Linked DNA regions of Zea mays: regions 2 and 3 are each linked to region 1. A link is a contact called in public Hi-C data. All regions are on one chromosome and are shown on one strand. Each heading gives the region's core, a stretch centred on a gene start, on an enhancer-like site or on the middle of the called end of the contact. The rest is flanking DNA. Distances are from core to core; before and after follow the strand shown.

Region 1 (3,306 bases), core at 317-2,816:
TAGCCAACACTGTCAAATGGAAATAAGCAATTACATGAAATTATGAACTTGTGGGTCAGTGAGCGTGCCACCTCAGGAAGGTCTTAATGGTAGGATTGCCCAACTCGAACTTGAGAAGCTTGAGTATATCGCTCTCCATCTTGAGGAGCTCCTCTTTGGTGTAGGTGTTGTCTGTGATGTAGCAAAAGTCCTCCGGGTGCGGCGGGCTGATCTCCTCATACTTCCTGTGAGCGCCGGACCCAAATCAATCCCCAATTGTGCAATGCCCTAGAATTAGAAGCAAATGACACAATGCGGATGGCAAGTGGCACTTACGCAGCAATGAGCATGGAGGCGACGCCAAGGAGCTGCAGCTTGTCGCGGCCGAGCGCATTGACGGAGAGGAAGCGATCCACATAGGAGATGGCGAGGTACAGGGTGTCGGCGACGAGCTTATACTCCTCGGCGACCTCGACCAGCCAGTCGACGAGGATGCCGCGCATGTGCGCCGTAACGTCCGCCTGCACCGCCTCGATGTAATCGGGTCTGGACCGCCGCTGCGGCTCCACCTGCACCCGCAGCCCCAAATCCGTAGCAAGCCAGCGTCAGATCGGCGCAGATGTCGAATCCGCGGAGATGCCAGGGGTTGGAGAAGAACGGAGCTGAGTACCTCCAGGGAGCGGAGGTAGGTGTAGATGTCGGAGGCGTAGGACCCGCAGAGCTGGGGGTCGGCGGGCGCCCCGGCGGCGGCGGCGCGCGGCGGCGAGGAGGAAGCGCAGGAGTCGGCGTAGGCGGTGGCGCGCGGCGCGGGGTTGGAGACGGAGTTAGACTCGGCGTCGGCGTCGGCGGTGCGCGGCGGGGAGGACGCGCAGCGCTCGGCCTCGTGGGCGGAGGAGGGCCCGCGGGCCTCCGGCGCAACATTCCTCGCGTGCCTCCCGGGCCTGGACGCAGGCTTCGAGGGCTTGACGGGGCAGGACGGCGCGCGGAGGCCGGCGTTGTTGGCGAGCGCCGGGAGCTCCCCGAGCGCCACCCGCCGCCGCTTGGCGTCGCCCGGACCCTCCGCCGCCGCCGCCGCCGCCGCAGCTCGCTTGGCCGCGGCCCGCGTGAGCCGGGGCGCCGCCGCGCCCCGGGCCCCCAAGGGAGGTGCGTTCTCCTTGTCCCCCATCGTCGGCCTCGTCAGCTGCGGGAGAGGGGGAAGCGGAAGCGGAGGCGCGGGGTCCTAGGGTTTCGGCTCAGGTCTATCTAGGCTGGACGGGGAAATGGGGAGCAAATCGAGGCGGTTAAGTAGCGTTGCAGCGGAGGAGAGATGGTGCGCGGTGCGGAGGAGATAGGCCGCCAAAACGCGATTTCAAAATGAGGAGAAGGAGGGGGAAGCGGCGGTTCTCGCTCGGGTCTCCGGCGGGAGAGGCGCCTCTGCCCCCGCTCTGGCTTGATGCGAAATGCGGAGGCGCGGTGGTACGGCGGAGGGCGGAGGGGACCAGTTTTTTTTTCTTTTCCTTCGCGGCCCCTGGGATTAAAATTTTGTGTGTGGTGGGGGGGGGGGGGGGGGGGGGGGGAGGGGACCGAGAGCATCTGACAGCCCTGACGGTGGTCTGTCAATGTGTGCCAGTGTGTGATTAGGCGGGACGGCTAGCGAAAAAATATTTCCGAAAATCCGAGGCGCGGGCCACCACAATGTCCTGCCACTTTGGCCTTTTGGGAGCCCACGTGGCCCAGCGGGCGGTAGGAGCCCGTACGCCTCGCCCGGTCGCCGGCGCACGAGCAGTCCGGCCGAGCACGAACAGGAGCAGAGCAGCTGGCGGAAAAAAATTTGGTGCAGCACTGCTGCAAATCAGAGTGTTTGCAGCTTCTCACAAAAAAGAGGATAGACCCCACCCGCAGCAACAAAAATGTTATCTGGTGGATCTGCAGGTGGGGTCCATCCACCTTTTTGTGAGAGGCTGCAAACCACTCTGGTTTGCAGCAGTGCTGCACCAAATTTTTTTCCCAGCTGGCAACGTTCCCCGTGGGCTCGAGGCTACCTGGCCACCAGCCTGGGCCCTAGCGCCTCCCTGACGAGAGGACCAGTGCTTCGGCCTCGTAATTCTTCATCTATCTAAGATACTTTAGTTGTCTGATCAAGATAGATGTAACAGCAACAATCCAATTAACCTTTAACCCATATTTCTTTTTTCATATTTATTTTTTCCCCAAACACAATAGTAAACTTGTGTAGACACAATTCTCGCTCTCATAAACAGCGTTACACACTCTCGCTGTGCCTCCACAGCACATACTCAATTATTACGTCATAACTCAAACAAATCTCCTTCTTGCATAGCAATTTTCCTACATTTTTTTCATGCCATAAAAATATCCTTAACTACATGCAGGTCATAAGTAAGTCATAAAAGGATCTTCAAAGTTCAATGCTCAAAGTTACATGATCAAACATCAAGCTCGCCGACCACTCCGATGGCTCGGGGCTAGACCACTACCTGCCCCATCGAGTCACTACTTTGACAGCTCGGGGGCTGGGCTGCTGCCCGCCTCACCGGCCTTGCCGAGTCACTACTTTGACAGCTTGGGGCCTAGGCTGTTGCCCGCCTCATCGAGTCACTACTTCGATAGCTCGGGGGCTAGGTTGCTGCCCACCTCGTCGAGTCACTATTTCGATAATTCGGGAGCTAGGTCTTCACCCGCCTCGCCAAGTGATGCGAAGACATCGTTGCTCGGTGGGGATCTCCATCGTGCCCTCATACCCTCACGCCGATAGCTCTACCTATCCTCTTTCTCGCTTGTGCCCTTGCGCTAGACCAACCCCCACATCCCTAGTGAGATAAGGGGATGAGGATAGTGGAGAGGCTTGTAGATTGGAAGCTTGACTGCAGAATCTAGAGAGAGGAGACTAGCTGGTCGAGAGCAGGATAGAGAGGACATATATAAAATATGGAGAGAGAAGAACAAGTGAGAGAGATATGAGCATGTGTTCAAAATAAACTTCGGATCCGGTAATGAGGGAATCATAACGGGTTGGCAATAGAACCCAATGGTGATACATAGTATAGTGGTAGGTTGTATTCTAGCTAGTAGGGATAAATAGTTCTAAAATCTGACAACGATGTCCTTTTTATTTATAAAGCGACGGTGATATATCTTTCACTATTTAGTCTTAAACTATCTATGAGTGCTGAGCCGATTAGGACAATAGTTTCCCAATAGTACGTGCATAAACTCTATTCATAAGCGAGGACAACATGTTCTTACTCCTTTTGTCACAAACCTTTAAGCCACTTTGAACTTTCTTACAAAGTTAAAGAATCTCGGGTTTGGCTAAATGAATATAAT
Region 2 (3,306 bases), core at 396-2,895, 470 kb after region 1:
CGTCGCCGTCGCCGCCCACCCGCCGCAGCCCCGCGCCGCTCCGCTCTGCAAAAAGATGGGGCCCGCAGGCCAGTCAAAAGTGCATTTATAACCACGCAGTTGAACGCACAAGCCGACGAACGAACGAAGCAAAGCAACAGGGGCAGGGGGCAGTACACGGCGGAAATTATTGGTGCGCCTACGTACAGTAGGCGCGGCCGTACCCAGAATCCCAGACCCACGCCCCGCGAACGGCTACTTCTCCTCCACCAGGGCCCGGCCCACGAAGCATCGAGTAGGAGTGCTGTCCGCACGGGTACGCGTGCGCGGGGCCCGCAGCTCGACCGGGTTCGCCGGCCAGCCTCCCGTGCTTTGACCCGACACGCATGCCTGCCTCTCGCTGACGCGCGGGGTCCCGCGCGTCAGCAGCGCGAGTGCCTCGGTCTCCGCGCCCGCTGGCCGGTGCCTGACTCACTGACTGCCTGCATGCTTGCCTGTGCGACTGTGCCCGCCTGCCCGGTAGTGGTGGTGGGATCAAATGCGCCTGGGTTCGGAATACCCGACGGCTGCGGTCCCAACACGTGTGCAATGCAAGCGTAGTGCGGCTAGCCTGCCCCGGCTGCTCTGCTCTAGCTACTACAGTACGTGGTACGGAGAGAGGTGGAGCGCAGTGCCAGTGGGTCACGTACCATCATGTCGGCGGTGGAGGGGCCAGGGCCGGGGGCGAGGCCCACGCCGGTGCCGGTGCCGGTGGCCGGGGACGCGGCCGCGAGCGGTGCTGGCGCGTGCTTCTTCTTCGTCGGCGTCGGCTTCTTGCTGGGCGCGGGCGCGGGCGCCGCGAGGACGGGCGCCGGGGCCGGAGGGGACGACGACGGCGCGGGGGCGAGCGTCGGCGCTGGGACCGGCGGGGAGGACGCGGCGGGCGGAGGGGCGCTCGCGCCCACGGGCGCCGGCGCCGGCGCCGCGGCCGGGGGCGGCAATGCGGGCGGCGGCGAGGAGCTGGTGGGGGCTGGGGTGGGCGGAGACGGCGGTGGCGTCGGTGGGGTCGGGGAGTGGGTGGGCGCGGGGGAGGCGGCCGGGGAGGTGAGCTTGGCGCCGGCGTGGGACGAGGACGGGGACGCGGCGGGCGAGGTGGAGATGTGGGTGTCCTTGGAGGGCGGCGGGGAGGAGGAGGATGAGGGGCTTGGGGCGGCGGCGGCGGTAGAGGAGGGTGAGGTGGATGGCGCGGCGGCTGGTGACTGGGTCTGGGACCGGGCGGTGGTCATGGCGGCGGCGAGGAGCAGTAGAAGCTGGAGGAGGCGGTGAGGGGCCATGGGGAGGGGAGGGGAGGACACTAGGGCTCTGGGCTCTGTAGTGTGACTGTGTGACTATGAGTGATGAGCGAGGGAGAAGTGTGAGGGGGAAGAGCAGAGAGAGCAAGCTGGGCTGGTTTCTACTGGCCTTGGCTTTGAGGGGAGCAGAGCAGCGGTGGTAAAGGCTGTGCGTCGTGGGCATGTGAAAGGACCTGCCTCTGCGTCTGCGTGTGGTGCTGTCTCTCGTCTCGTGGTCATGACTGAACAAAGGCTGATGATGCACTGCAACACGACTGCATGAAGAGGGAGAGAGTGGGCTAGGGGTCTAGGAGAAGCTTTTTTGAAGAACTGACACGGCGTGGTGGTCGATGGCTGATGAGATAGTGAAATGCTCAAACTATGATGGTGATTAGTGCAAGATTAGCACAAAAGATGATCTTAGCTACCGAGTACCGACCACTCACAAAGCCACAAAAAAATGATTCGTGGTAATGACTAATGGGGCTCCTCTCTACTTTGACGGTGACGCTAGCTTTGTCTGTTCCTCCGTCTCTGTTTTGTCCTCTTCCAATTTCGGGCGGATCTCTCAGGTTTCCCTTTTAGCAAAACTAAAGGAGCTTTGTTCTTTTTTTTTACTTAAGTGGCAAGCAATGTCACGATGCTCTGCAGGTACAGTATCTACGCTCAATTTTGAAGACGGTGGATGTTTCAAACATCTCTCCGACAAGTAATTTATTATATGCATGGTGGACCTAGTGGATGGTCCATATAATGAACGGCACACCCTAAAATCATATAAGGGTAGTTAACATAGTGGTGTAAGTATTATTTTTTGATATTGTGAGTCAAGGTTCGAGTCTTATTGATAACTATTTTTTGTTTCTTTTTTTTTTTTGATATTTTTTCGGCACATCCTAAGCGTAGCAGCTGGGACCGCCACTGATTGTGTGTGTTCCGGTGTTCGGACGGTATACACGGTGGACGTAAGATTTATATTGGTTCGGACAGGATGTTTCTACTTCCAGTCATCGGCGGCTTGCGCTAACCGACACCATTGAAGATCAAAGCACGTAGTAGGAGTTACAAGCGGGCGAGAGAGGGAGGAGAGTTTCCCAAGTCTCTTATCATGGTAGAGGTGGAGCTAAGGGTGACAGAGTGGAGTCCTAGCTAAGTCTTGGCTTGATGGCGGGGCTCCGGTCTCTGGGTTATCGTCGGTGCGTACTCCTATTCGTCGGTCCTTCTGGGCGTCTTCTCGTCTAGGTCCGTCCTTGTGCGTGCATCTGTCTGCCCGAGATCCTTTGGTCCGGGGACTAACCTCTTCCTTTTATAGGTCGAGGAAGGGGTCGGGCACCAGTGGTAAACCAAACGTTCTACCATGGTGAAGCCACGCGTGCTCGTTGGTCTCGTGGTCGTCCGATTGTCATGTATTCTCTATGGCGGGTGGCGCGGGCATCATAGCGCCCTGCCAGCGTTCTGCACACTCAAGCCTAGTCCCGATAGACCATGAGTGCGTCGTAGGCCTAGAGTGCATGGGCAATAAATGTGTCGCAGTCTGAGGGGTTCGTCAGTCATGAGTGGGAAGTGGGCCGGTGCCTCTGCCACGACTCATCGCCAGGCGTAGTTAATGTAGTCGGTCACTTATGACGAGTCGGTCTCGGGCCAGGCACAACATCCACTCGAGTAGTTTCGCTTCGACGCGCCCAGCCCCCTGTCAGGTTCCACCACACCCGACCTTGGGCTCAGTGCCGCGAGGTTCGTCCGGGGGTGGGTGTCTCAGGGTAGTCGTTCCTATCTCCTCCGGCTAACCAGCAGGGCCCAGTTGCTAGAGGCCTTTCCCTAGTGCGCTCTTTGACCGATGGGCCATAGGGACCGAGGATCTCATCCCCGACAAAGAGGTAAAAGTTTCTGTCTAATTTTTTTGTTTGGTCTTCATATTATCTATAGGGCTATCTCCCACAACTTATTTATCCTCGTCTATTATTTCAAACTCCACTCTGTAAATAGTATAATCTATAGTATAAATTAGTGTTTTGCA
Region 3 (3,306 bases), core at 433-2,932, 380 kb after region 1:
GAAAGCGCGGAGTCCATGCGGCTGCCTCTAGCCATGTGGCAAACAGCGGCTGACCCCGCCACATGGGCGGCACTGGGGCCGCCACGTGGCCGGAGGAGACAATATACTCCATGGTGTCAACAGTGGGTCCGGCCCCCCACGGGAAAGTGTCGGACCCCTGGATACACAGCCCGAACCTCCGGGCAGGATCCAGGACCTCCGCGAGTATAAACTGGACCCCCGAGACGGGAACCGGACCTCCCTGTGTGGGGCCCAAGTCGCTCACAACAAGCTCCCGGGATTCTAGGAGGAGTACCCGGACCTTAATCAAGGCCAGGCGGGGGTCCGGAGCCGACACGTTTCCGAACCATATTGCGTACGTCTCTGCTCCCCGCTCAGGCGGAGACCCGATGCTGCCACGTGGCCAGCTGCCTGTGACGTAAGCCAACGGGCGGAGCCGGACGTAAGGCCTCTGGGCCGCGCGCATTTATTGCGGGTGAGGCGTGTCGCCTGTCAAACTGGCAGGTGATGTGCCGCCTCAACATTAAATGCACCCTGTCTACTCCACTGACAAGCGATGTGCCGCCTCAGCATTAAATGTGCCCTGTCCACTCTGCTGGCAGGCGACGACCAGACCGTCCCGCAGGCGGCGTGCCTGTCAATTTCGTTGGCAGGCAGTACGCCCGTATTGCGAGGTGCACTGTGCTCATCATCACTCGTACGTTGCTAGGGAAACTTCCGCTGCACGCCAATGCTACGTAGACCGCAGATATCAGGGCACAAGAAGATTGCACTGGCGACCAGCATTAGTTGCTTCAAGTGTTACATCTGTTATGTCCCTGGGCCCGCATGTCGGGGCTCAGCACCCTTGTACATGCCCCCCTTTAGCTATAAAAGGGGAGGCACGCAACGTTACAAGACTCAGACACACTTAGATCCATCTCAGGCTCACAAGTTCATACAAGCTCCCGAGCTCAATACATCACACAGTGGAGTAGGGTATTATGCTCCGGCGGCCCGAACCACTCTAAACTGTTGTGTGTTCTTATGATTCGTTCATCGCTTAGCAGACAAGCAAAACGCTTAGGTCCCTCCTCATCTTAGGATTTAGGGCGGGTGCATTCCGCCACCCGGCCGAAGATTTCCTCTTCGACATATACTATTGTACTCCCTCCGCTCTAAACTAGAAGTCGTTTTAGCTCTAAATTTTTATGTCTCCATTTGTATGGGTGATAAGGGATATAGACAAATATACTAAAACGGTAAAAAAGGATTTTAATTTTGGAGGGAGAGAGCGAGTACGATGCGGAGAGTGTGTGTTTTTCAAGCAAAAGCACCGATGGAGTAAAAGCGCAAAAAGAGGAGGGTAGCATTAACTCCTGAAGTAACCGTCAGCTTAATAAGCCTAACTGTAACTGATGACGTTGCTCTTGCCAGTTCCATTTGCATAATATGTGCTGGACGCCCTGGATTTGCCTTTCTCCCGTCCACCTCCACGCGTCTACAGTTCTCCCGTCTGACCTCGCACTTGCAGCGCACGGAAAGAAAACAGACACGAAATATCTGTCGCTTTCTACGAACAAGATTAGCGACAAGATTGACCCCCTGAATAACCCCCATCGCGAAGGAGTACACCAAGAAAGGCAATTCAGCACTGACCGACGACGCCACTATATGAGCTGAGAGCTGAGAGAAAGAAAGCAGCTGGGGTGGAGCTGTAACAGTTCGCCACGGCTAGGCTCCTCTCCCCTCTCAGCTCTCAGCTGCCCCTCCTGCATGCCGATCGCCTCCAAGCTCGTCTACTTCCAGCGCCGCCCCGCGCCGGCGCCGCCTGACGACCCGGGTCCCGAGCCTCCCGACCCCCGCCGCCCCCGCCGCCGCCGCCGCAGCGGCTCCCTCTCCTCCTCTCACCAGAAGCCGGTGAGTACTGACCGAGTACCCAACAACACGCTGCCGTTCCGTTCCCTCTCACCTCCTGCCGTTTTGTTTGCTTACATAAATAAATAAGTAAATTAAAGCCGCGGCCTTTTGCGTTTTCCCCGAGTGAAGAAACCGGAGGGTTTTCTTCTTGATTCCAAAACTCCGGTCTTCCAGCAGACTGCAGATCGTATCCGTAACGGAGAAAAAAGGTTGGTGTTTTCTTGGTGGAGCAGAGCTGCCGATGGATGCAGATGTCTAGTGTACTGTACTGTACACCCTTATGGTTGAGGAGTCCATCAGTAATTCGGTTTCGATGAAGGCCTAGGCCTAGCCTCCTCGTTCTTCAGGAGCATCGAGGAGTCCACCAGCGTCCTGGAATATTCGGCACCGCTTGAATGAGAAGTTAGCTCATAGTCCATCTCGAACTAGGCAGAGTATTATTGTAGCGAACCTAGCAGGCAAAAAAAAAAAACAGAGGATATCCTAAGTTAGAAAGCATGGATGAATCCCTGGCATGGATGATTGCAGCCTCTCAAAATATTAGTCAAAAGAAAAGAGAGTGTAAAAACGATGTGGGCTTGTACAATTGGTATAAACTTGAATGGGCAAATTTGTGTTATCATGTGTGTGTGTTGATGTGTTCCCTTCAATTCATCTACATTTGCGAACAAAGCTTGGCAGTAGTTTAGCTACTGAATCTAGCTGCACAGGAGCATGATGTTCCAGGGCACCAAAGGGATCACGCTGCTGCAGCCAAGCCTCCGGGGCCAGTCGGAAAGGCAGCAGGGCTTCTTCACACGGCCTCCAGCGCAGGGCTTCACCACCGCAGCACGTCGGGGTCGGACCACGGCCGGCTTCCCGACGCCGTGCAGCAGGCCAGGGAACGGCTCCTTCAGAGGCTCGGCAGCGTGGACCTGGTCCTGGCGGCGGGACGAAGGTCCTCGTGCGTTAACCAAACTCTTATTAGCTGCACGTAATTAAATCTGGCAACACGCTCATCAATCTACATCTACGCTTGCTGTGTGTGCTCTCGTCCGTTGCTTGCAGGCACAAGACATGGCCGCTGCAGACACTCTGGGCTGGAGCTGGAGGACTCGCTCGCCCCGTCGTTGACGCCTCTTCGGGCGGCGGTCAAACCAGCTGCTTCCAGTTCCAGTTCCAGCCCGGTGAACGTGAACCCATCCCTGTGTTCCCCAAACCGGCGGCCTCCGCGGTACAGGAAGCAGAAGACGGGCGAGCCGCGCCCGCGGACGCAGCTTCTGACTGCTCCATATGCCTGGAGAGGTGCGGCGCCGGCGGCGGGCTCACGCAGCTGCGCTGCGGGCACGTCTTCCACTCCGCCTGCCTGCAGCGCTGGCTGCGGTCCCGCGCCGACTGCCCCTACTGCCGGGCCACCGTGCGAGCTCG

Evidence for each region. A called contact is a pair of places that touch in the nucleus more often than the background predicts.
Region 2: a contact with region 1 is called in a Hi-C map of bundle sheath, with 3 times the contacts expected there. The contact joins the promoter of LOC103640486 here to the promoter of LOC100280674 in region 1. A contact is called at or near these places in 2 of 25 Hi-C or Micro-C datasets (bundle sheath and tassel).
Region 3: a contact with region 1 is called in a Hi-C map of ear, with 3 times the contacts expected there. The contact joins the promoter of LOC100192938 here to the promoter of LOC100280674 in region 1. A contact is called at or near these places in 3 of 25 Hi-C or Micro-C datasets (ear, endosperm and tassel).

Annotation. Positions count from the first base shown.
Region 1 is chr1:165,415,720-165,419,025 of Zm-B73-REFERENCE-NAM-5.0, reverse strand. LOC100280674 (cyclin-A2) reads right to left here and starts at 1,566. Exons shown (of 7, transcript NM_001408116.1): 1 at 650-1,566; 2 at 316-548; 3 at 72-224. The coding sequence starts at 1,144.
Region 2 is chr1:164,945,555-164,948,860 of Zm-B73-REFERENCE-NAM-5.0, reverse strand. It overlaps LOC103640486 (vegetative cell wall protein gp1), which reads right to left and starts at 1,645. Exons shown (of 2, transcript XM_008663091.4): 1 at 669-1,645; 2 at 1-45. The coding sequence starts at 1,292.
Region 3 is chr1:165,030,928-165,034,233 of Zm-B73-REFERENCE-NAM-5.0, reverse strand. It overlaps LOC100192938 (putative RING zinc finger domain superfamily protein), which reads left to right and starts at 1,682. Exons shown (of 3, transcript NM_001138119.2): 1 at 1,682-1,899; 2 at 2,610-2,836; 3 at 2,947-3,306. The coding sequence starts at 1,756.